Linked DNA regions of Rattus norvegicus: region 1 is linked to region 2. Evidence: chromatin contacts called from public Hi-C data. All regions are on one chromosome and are shown on one strand. The core of a region is the stretch at or near the end of the contact, and the rest is flanking DNA. Distances in the headings are between cores, read along the strand shown.

Region 1 (4,263 bases), core at 965-3,464, 79 kb before region 2:
TATGGTATCAAGGACCTCCCCCACCCCAAATTTACTCTTTTGCCAAACTAAGAAAATTCTGTATCACAAAACTTATTTTCTATATAATCATGTTTTCAAGCTATACTAAGGAAAAATGTAGTATCTAAATATTTTCACTAGGAATAGAGTACTAACTTATTTGTTTCTGATTGTTCTTTATGAGAAAATGTGCTGAATGCTACTAACCATCCCTAAAGAGATAAAAGATTTACAACAGGCACCAAATTGGAATTCAAGCTGAACCAGACACTGGTATTTAGCTCAATAGAAGAGAGATTCCCACCAGGCCTGACAATAGACTTAAGCGACTGGAGGGAAGGGGAGAATTAAACTAGCTTACTAATTACAAAGCAGTTCTGCTCTGCAACACATGGAGATTTCTATTATAGGGTGGGATTAAGAACTTGCTTTGGTCTAAAAAAATTACCTCGAGTTTGCAGAAAGTTACAAAATGTTTAGGCATCACCATATCCCATGCAGAAACTGTTGCAAGTAATACATGCATGCTACTTCTAAATACATATACCACCTTTAAGATGAACCTGGCAAAGCATGTCCAGACAAGTGTACATCTAGTCCCATGTACACAAGCCCATCTTGAATACCTTCAACACACCACAAGCATCAAGTACTCATTTATAGGGAGATGCTGGTATAAATAATGCACCTTATTTATATAATGTGTGATCTTCTGGGTGACAATGTGAAATGAACCCAGGGAAAATTCAAATCGCAGAATTATGCATACTATAAATCCACTCCGGTAACATGATGTATATATGAATGCTTTTAAAGATACATTTTCAAGGAAGACTCATGAAATACTCAAACGTGGAGAATGGGTGAAGAATTGTACCGTTTGAATTTCACCCTATATATTGTGTTTTACTTGAATAAGGCAGGCATGGGAACCTGTGCACTAAGGAAAGCTAGGCTAGGGGAGGTGGGGCGGGGGCTGCCACAGGTTTGAGGGCCTTTGTAAACTAGAGCCAAACCTTGTTATGTTCCCTCCCCCCAAATTAATTTTAAAAGTACCACTAAAAAAAGAGATAGTTTAAAGTGGCATTTCACACATAAGTTAAGTTTCCAACTTACTTACTAAACTAAGTGTGGCCAGAATATCCTTTCTACTCAAAGCAAAATTAGCAACTGTGTTTAAAACTTTAAACTTTAGATCGGTAAGTACAAGACATGTCAACTTCACTAGCGACATGTAAAATACATCTTTGCTCTGTAAATAAAGGTATCGACACATCTTCAGAGTCTCCTAAAAAATCATGGGTCGCAAGGAGCTCCACGTATCAACTTTCCTAGGAATTACCTCACAAAAATCTGAGCTTCAACACTAACAATGTATCATCCGTCTTCTATTGAGCTAATAGGATTATTGCAAATGGGTTTACAACTGCATCTGAAATGGAACTCTTGAACTAAGACAGATTGAGAACGATCTGGGTTATATGAAAAGAGATGGCACTGGCCCAGTTAAAACAGTCACACTCCCCAGTATTACCCATTTATAAACCCAAATCTCTAGGGATCAAACAAAATTTGAAGAGCAGAGCGAGATGGTCGGCAGGAATCCCTCAAAGGCAACTTCACACGATCTTGAAGGGACCCAGCTTGTGCAGCTCCTTTCAGAAACCAAAAAGGGGCTGGAGGGAAAGACGCCGTAAGGCAGCGACAAGCAGGACACACGTTTCCCAGAGCGGGGATGGGGAAGGGAGCAGCAGGGGTGGGGGAAGCGGGCCGGGTCCGGAGCTGCCCGGGTCTGGCCGCCCTAGAGGGCTGGTGGGCCACGCGGGGAGTCCGGGGCCCCGGTGCGGGGCCCGCGGGCGGGGCAGCGCGTCAGGCGCGGTGGCACGTGTGCGCGGGTCGGCGGCGAGGCAACCGGCGCCGCCGCTGCACGGGCCGGAAGGGCCGGGGCCGGGCGGGAGGCGCGCACGTGGGCTGTGGAGCCGCTGTCCGCCAGCCGGGCCGACCTGCGCCGCTCCGCCGGCCGACGAGCGCCCAGGGCCAGTGGGCCGGCCGCGGAAGGGAAGGATCAGCGCGCTCGGGTCGCGGGGCCGCCGATTCGCTTACCTCCGCCTGTTTCCGGACCACATTGTCGGGGCTGAGCAGGTTTCCCAGGAGCAGGTAGAACTGTTGCTGCTCCGCCGCGGCCGCCGCCATTGCGCTAGGCGTGAGAGAGAGAAGGAGGGAGCTGTGAGGCGCGCTGGCGGGCCGGCGGGAGGGTTGGGGGCGGGCCCAGCGCGGCGACCGGCACCAGCGGCGGCGCGGGTATAAGGGGCCGGGCGGGAAGGGCGGGGCCGAGGGGCCAAGGGAGGACGGGGCGGAGCCTCGCGCCCTCTCACCCCGCCGCGGCTGCCGGCGCCCGTGTCCCATTGGCTCGCGGCGTGGGGGGCGTGCCCGAGGCCGCCCCCTCGAGGGCCACGCGGATTGGCCACGCACCCTGCGGTGTCGTCACTCCAGCGCGCGCCGGGAGGCGGGGCTAGCGGGTGTGTGTGGTGGCCGTAGGGCCGCTGTACAACGAGGTTGGGGTTCTCGGGGCGCGGGTGGGGAGGAGCCGACCCGGCCGGGCTGCCGCGAGGGGTGTGAGGCCGGGCCCAGAGGAGGGGCCAGCTCCAGAGCGCGGGAGATTTCGGCGCCCGGGGCTGGCTGGATTCCCTTCCCTGCCGCCCGTCGCGTGGCCTCGCCTTAGGGCTTTGGGGCCCCGGGACCTCCCACCCCAATCTCCCCAGCAGCGGATCACAGACACACACGCCTCTGCAGACCACTCCATCTGTCTGACCCTGTGATGTCGTGTCGTCCCCCTCAGCCTGTGACTCAGGCCGCCCCTACCCTCCGCTGTCCTGTGACTCATGTCCTGGGACTGTCCCGGAAGAGGGGTTGCTCATCACGGTCTCTCCCCCTGCACTTCTCCACCCGGGATCGAAGCACACACGCTCCCATCCGGGAACTGCCACCCGTCCTGGTGCTTGGAGCTTCTTTGCTCTCTAAGGATGGGAGAAGGCATGAGCCACTCCCTAACGTGGTTGATCTTATGATAGTTGACGCAGGCCAGCACGGAGGGGACCAGAGACTGCCTCCCTCCTCTTCTCTGAACTCCAATGCTTACACACCAGGGTTGGTCCATCATTCTGTCTGGGGCTGCCTAAGCTGAGAGAGCAGAACTCAAATCGAAACACTTTGAGAATCAAATGCTCATACCAAGAGAAAAAACCGACTCCAAAACTAATGTATGAAATGGTCTGACATGGAAAAAACAATGTGGCCCAAGAGTGAAAGAGCACCCCCAGTTGGAAACCAGTTCTGCAAAATAGATGGGTTGGCCCCCAAAGAGAACGCAATCAGGGTTGCAGCTACGACTGTAGAGGGGAGACCTTTCTCCACAATTCAGATTCCGTTGTAAAAATCTTGGCTGGTTCTCAACCCCCAAATTTATCCAGGTCCTTTGCCCAGACTCTTTTGAAAGCCTACAGTGTGTCCAAAGCATTGCCTAAGCTGAGGGTGACAGCAGGAGGAAAAAGGGTGTCTTGAGTTAAAAGGACTCTACTTCTTCTGAGTAATTGGTTTCCACAGCCTGAGGCAGGTAACTGCAGCTCAGCAACTCATGGATTTTTCTTGAAGTTTTTTTTTTTTTTTTTCTGGCAATTGTGTGTTTTGAAAGTCTTAAATATTTTTTTCTTGGGTGATTTTAAAGTTGGTCTTACATCATCCGTGGTCAGGTCATGCAAAATCTGGCCAGAAGCCCTGGGCTAACTTGGACCTGGGCTAACTTGGAATTGTAAGAACCAGCCAAAACTTCTACAGTGGCATTTAGTTGGTTTGTGGAGAAAGTTATCGCCTCTAGTTTTAGCTGCCACACTGGCAGGGTTCTCTTTTCTACAGCAGGCCAGCACAACTATTGTGTAAAACTGGTTTCCTACCTGGAATTCATTCTTTGGCCACATTTGTTTTCTTCAAGGTTAGACCATTTCGTACATTAATTTGGAGTCGATATTTTATCTTGATGTGTGTGTGTGTGTGTGTGTGTGTGTGTGTGTGTGTGTGAGAGAGAGAGAGAGAGAGAGAGAGAGAGAGAGAGAGAGAGAGAATAGGACATGAATTCCTCATTCAGAGTTCTTAAAATTTGGGGTATCTCATACTAACCAATTTTTAATTAACTAGGTAACAGTGTAATAAGACCTAGAGACATAATCACACACACACACACACACACACACACACACACACACACAC
Region 2 (4,258 bases), core at 456-2,955:
TACTTACTTATTTATTTGTTTGTTTGTTTGTTTAATGTATATGAGTACACTATCTTCATGATCACCAGAAGAGGGCATCGGATCCCATCACAGATGGTTGTGAGCCACCATGTGGCTGCTGGGAATTGAACTCAGGACCTCTGGAAGAGCAGTCAGTGCTCTTAACCGCCGAGCCATCTCTCCAGTCCCCCAGGCCTCATTTTCTTTTAACATTCTTATCTTCCAAACTCCTACAGGACAGCTCACCAGGTACTGAGCACTCAATGGCTTTTCTAGACTAAAGTTCCAAAGTCCTTCCACAATCCTCCCCCAAACAACATGATCAAGACTGCCACAGACCGCTAACTTGGCACCAACTTCCTTTAGTTAGGGTTTCTCTTGCTGCGATGGAACACCATGGCTCTAAGCAAGCTGGGGAAGGAAGGACTTATTTGGTGTAACACTTCCACATCGCTGTGCATCACTGAAGGAAGTCAGGACAGCAACTCCAGCAGGGCAGGGACCTGGAGGCGGGAGCTGATTCGGAGGCCATGGAGGGGTGCTGCTTACTGGCTTGTTCCTCATGGCTTGCCTCCCCTGGCTTGCTCAGTCTACTTTCTTACAGAACCCACGATGACCACCAGCCCAGGGATGGTACCACCCACTATGGGCTGGGGCCACCCCCATCAATCACTAATTGAGAAATGCCTTACAGTGTGGAGGTATATTCTTAACTGAGGTTCCCTCCTGTCAGATGACGTTAGCTTGCGTCAAGCTGACATAAAGTTATCCAGAAGAATGGCCATTAGGAGGTAAGAAGGTCCAGGGGACAGCTGTGTGGTCTCCTCTTCCCCTGGAGAACCTCATGCTTCAGGCTCCGGACAGAGGTAGTCGAGTTCTGCTCTTTGGCTAGCCACAGGGAACAATTCCTTCTAAGGACAGGAGTATCTGCAGTGAGATCCACCCCTTTTCTTATTTTGATGCCTCACTGGCGGCTCTGCCCTTCTGAAACAGAGCGACTTCTATCTATCACGGGACAAAAAGGTACAAAACCAGATGCAGGTAGAATTTACCAGAGGCCTCTTGACACGCGCATAGCACATTGCATTATGGCCTTTCCTGTTCTCCAGGGTGGGAATGATGGTAGGATTCAGATCGCATGTGCTGGCAGCTTCCAACCGTCAGTGGGAACTGCCAAGCATTCAAGAACTCATCCAGGCATCTGGGGGAGGGCTCCGGTTTTTATCTGCATATGGAATCCTGGAGGCTGACTCATTCTCTGAGCAGCTCTGCTCTTGAGCTCTCAGCTGGCTTCACTTGTGGCTTGTGCAAACCCACACTGAGACGTTGTTCCAGCCTGGGTCACGGGGCTGGGTCTGCTGTAGCCCTAGGGCAGCTGAGTCACTTCGAGTATCTGCTGTCTTCCTGCTTTCCTGCTTTCTTCTCATTGAACTAAACAGCTAGGGGGCAGGTCCTCAGTCAGCATCCACAAAGCCACTGCTTACCTGGAGGATTTCAACACACAAGGCAGGCGTAGCTTTCTATTTAGAATTCCAGCAACAAGCTACAAACGCTTAAAAAGCACCCCCCCCCCCCAGCTCAGTGAAAGCAAAACCAGGCAGCAAAATCAATAAATCATTAACTTAAAGAACGGCCTTTCGAGGCTCACTGCCCGGCTAGCTTTGCCAAGTGACAGAAGGGTCACTGACTTCACCGTGGAGAGGAAGTTGGTAATGATTTCCCATAGCACCCGAGCACTTGCGCTTGCGTTTGCGCCGACCGCGTTTGTGCTGATGGCGTAGAGCTTAAAAAAGCGAGGCTATATCGCCCTCTCGTGGACTTCGCATGCATAACCTACGATGCACAAGGCTTTGTGCTACAAATCACAAATGCCCACCACTGAGATACAGAAGTCAGGGAGTGTCTTGGGAAAACGCTGTCTTATTTTCATCTTAAAATGTTATTGAAATATATTTGCTTGACACAGAGAAATGCAGTAAACAATGTGTACAGCGCACATAACACCCGAGAGTGAAATTATTGCCAGTCACAATGAAAGGGGACAGGTGCAGACCGGATTATTGTAACGTACACACACTATTCATGAATGAGTGGCACACCATAGGACTCATTCTAGAAAGGCGTATCTAAGTGGCTTTATCAAATATTAGTACTACGAATACCCCTTTTAATCTAGCACACAAACCGCGAGGTACGAAGTGATAAAACCAAGTTAATTAGCATATTTGTCCCCTCACATACTTTCTTTTCACAAGAACCCTTAGTCTCAGCAATTTTTGCATATGCAGTGGAGTGAAGCTTGCCTGTGAGCAAGGCCAGCCTTGAGAAGTTTCCTTCCGAGAGCCAGGGAACCGAGCAGCAGGCTGTGTGCTGAGCTGCTGGTGTGTGTGTGTGTGTGGGGGGGGGGTGGTGGGTGGGTGGGGGGGTGGGTGTGTGTGTTGTCTGAGCTCCCCCTAACCCACCCGATCTCTACAGCTGTTCTGGGAGTCTCAATTACTTCTGTTTTGACCAAGCCAATTTAATTGGGTGTCTGTCAATCCCACCTGAGGGAGAACGGCCTGGAATCGATTAGTAATTGTAGCAAAGCCACCTCAGTGGCTAATTAGTGAACTGGCCCTTGGATTAGCACTGAGGGGAGAAAGCTGACCTCTCTGAACACTGTGCTGTCAGCTGTTCATAATCAACGCTGTCATTGTTACTTAGAAGGACTAGACATTCTAGAGAGAATATCGGTTGTTCATTTAAAATAATCATAGTTTAATGTAAAACTCTGAGAGATTTCAATACTTTGTTCTGATTTGCCCAGAAATAATTGGTATAACAAAACTTCTGGGAATGCCTAAAACTCGCTCCAATTGTAAATGCCAAGTGGAGGCAGTGAGATAGCTCAATGGGGGACAGTGAGATAGCTCAGTGGGGGGGCAGTGAGATAGCTCAGTGTGGGGATAGTGAGATAGCTCAGTGGGGGGATAGTGAGATAGCTCAGTGGGGGACAGTGAGATGTTTCAGTGGGCAAAAGTGTGTGTTGTGAAGGCATGGCGCTATGGCTCCAGTCCCAAAATGCATGTAAAGGCGAGAGAACCAGATCCATAACATTGTCCTGTGCCTTACACACACACACACGCATGCACACACACACACACACAGACACACACATACACACAGACACACACACAGGCACACACAGACACACAGGCACATAAGCACACACAGACACACACACACAGACACACACACATACAGACACACACACATACAGACACACACATACAGACACACATACAGATATACACACACAGGCACACATGTACAGACATACACACACATATACACATACAGACACACATACAGACACATATACAGACACACACACAGACACAGACATATACACACAGACACACACACATACACACAGACACACATACAGACACACACACACACAGGCACACACATACAGACACACACACACACATACACACACACACACACACACACAGTATCCCCCACCCCACCCTATCACAGCCCTGAAGAACAGTCCAAGAGGAATTCATTTCTGCACAAAGTGATTTTTTAAAAGACGGATTTGCACAGGGCCAGGGCAAGCATCAATCTGGTTTCAGAATTTTGTTATTTTAAAACGAGTCACAGCAGAGCGAGCTCAGCTATGCATTTGCAGCAGCACGGAATCAGAAGCTGAATAAACTTAACAGGGGAGGTGTGAAACGTGTTCTGTGAATAAATTTGAAGTTTGTCTGCTTGATTGACAGGCAGATTGGACCATCTATCGGTGACGGGAGGCAGTGATTTCTCCCTGACTGTCTAATGAAATAAAAGTCTGGAGTTGATCTCTTCATGGGGTCGGAGGGGCATCAATCCTGGCTGGCTTTTAAGAATTAGTATTTCAATGGACTGTTGTGATTCTATGGGTTTTTGATAACAGAAGGAATATGGTCATGTTAAAGATAGTGTATGATATAACAAAAGGCTGTCTGTGAATGAGACTAAACATATGTGTAAAATACTCCCAGTACCAAAACGTCACTGAGCCACAGCCCATGAACATTCCTGGTTTCTCAGCAGTCTATTGTATTTTCCATATACTAGTAATTAAGTTTTTTAGATTTATTTCTTATATGTGTATGAATGTATTCCTGTGTGTATGTGTGTGTGTCTGCGTGTGTGTCTGCGTGTGTGTCTGCGTGTGTGTCTGCGTGTGTGTCTGCGTGTGTGTCTGCGTGTGTGTCTGCGTGTGTGTCTG

The links. A called contact is a pair of places that touch in the nucleus more often than the background predicts.
Region 1: a contact with region 2 is called in a Hi-C map of Schwann cells, with 6 times the contacts expected there. The contact joins the promoter of Ipo5 here to the enhancer-like site in region 2. A contact is called at or near these places in 12 of 12 Hi-C or Micro-C datasets (the A7r5 cell line, the Rat2 cell line, Schwann cells and 7 more) and 1 of 1 datasets of contacts at active chromatin or transcription factors (oligodendrocytes).

The regions. Positions count from the first base shown.
Region 1 is chr15:104,410,199-104,414,461 of GRCr8, reverse strand. It overlaps Ipo5 (importin 5), which reads right to left and starts at 2,214. Exons shown (of 24, transcript NM_001427143.1): 1 at 2,104-2,214. The coding sequence starts at 2,193.
Region 2 is chr15:104,330,523-104,334,780 of GRCr8, reverse strand. No RefSeq gene overlaps it. Among named protein-coding and RNA genes, the nearest start is that of Ipo5, 80 kb to the left of the region's middle. Within about 2 kb of position 1,705, at least 66 of the 93 cell types and tissues checked have an H3K27ac peak or open chromatin away from gene starts, as enhancers often do. A contact at or near this core is called in the A7r5 cell line, Schwann cells, hepatocytes and 2 more, where this site is marked.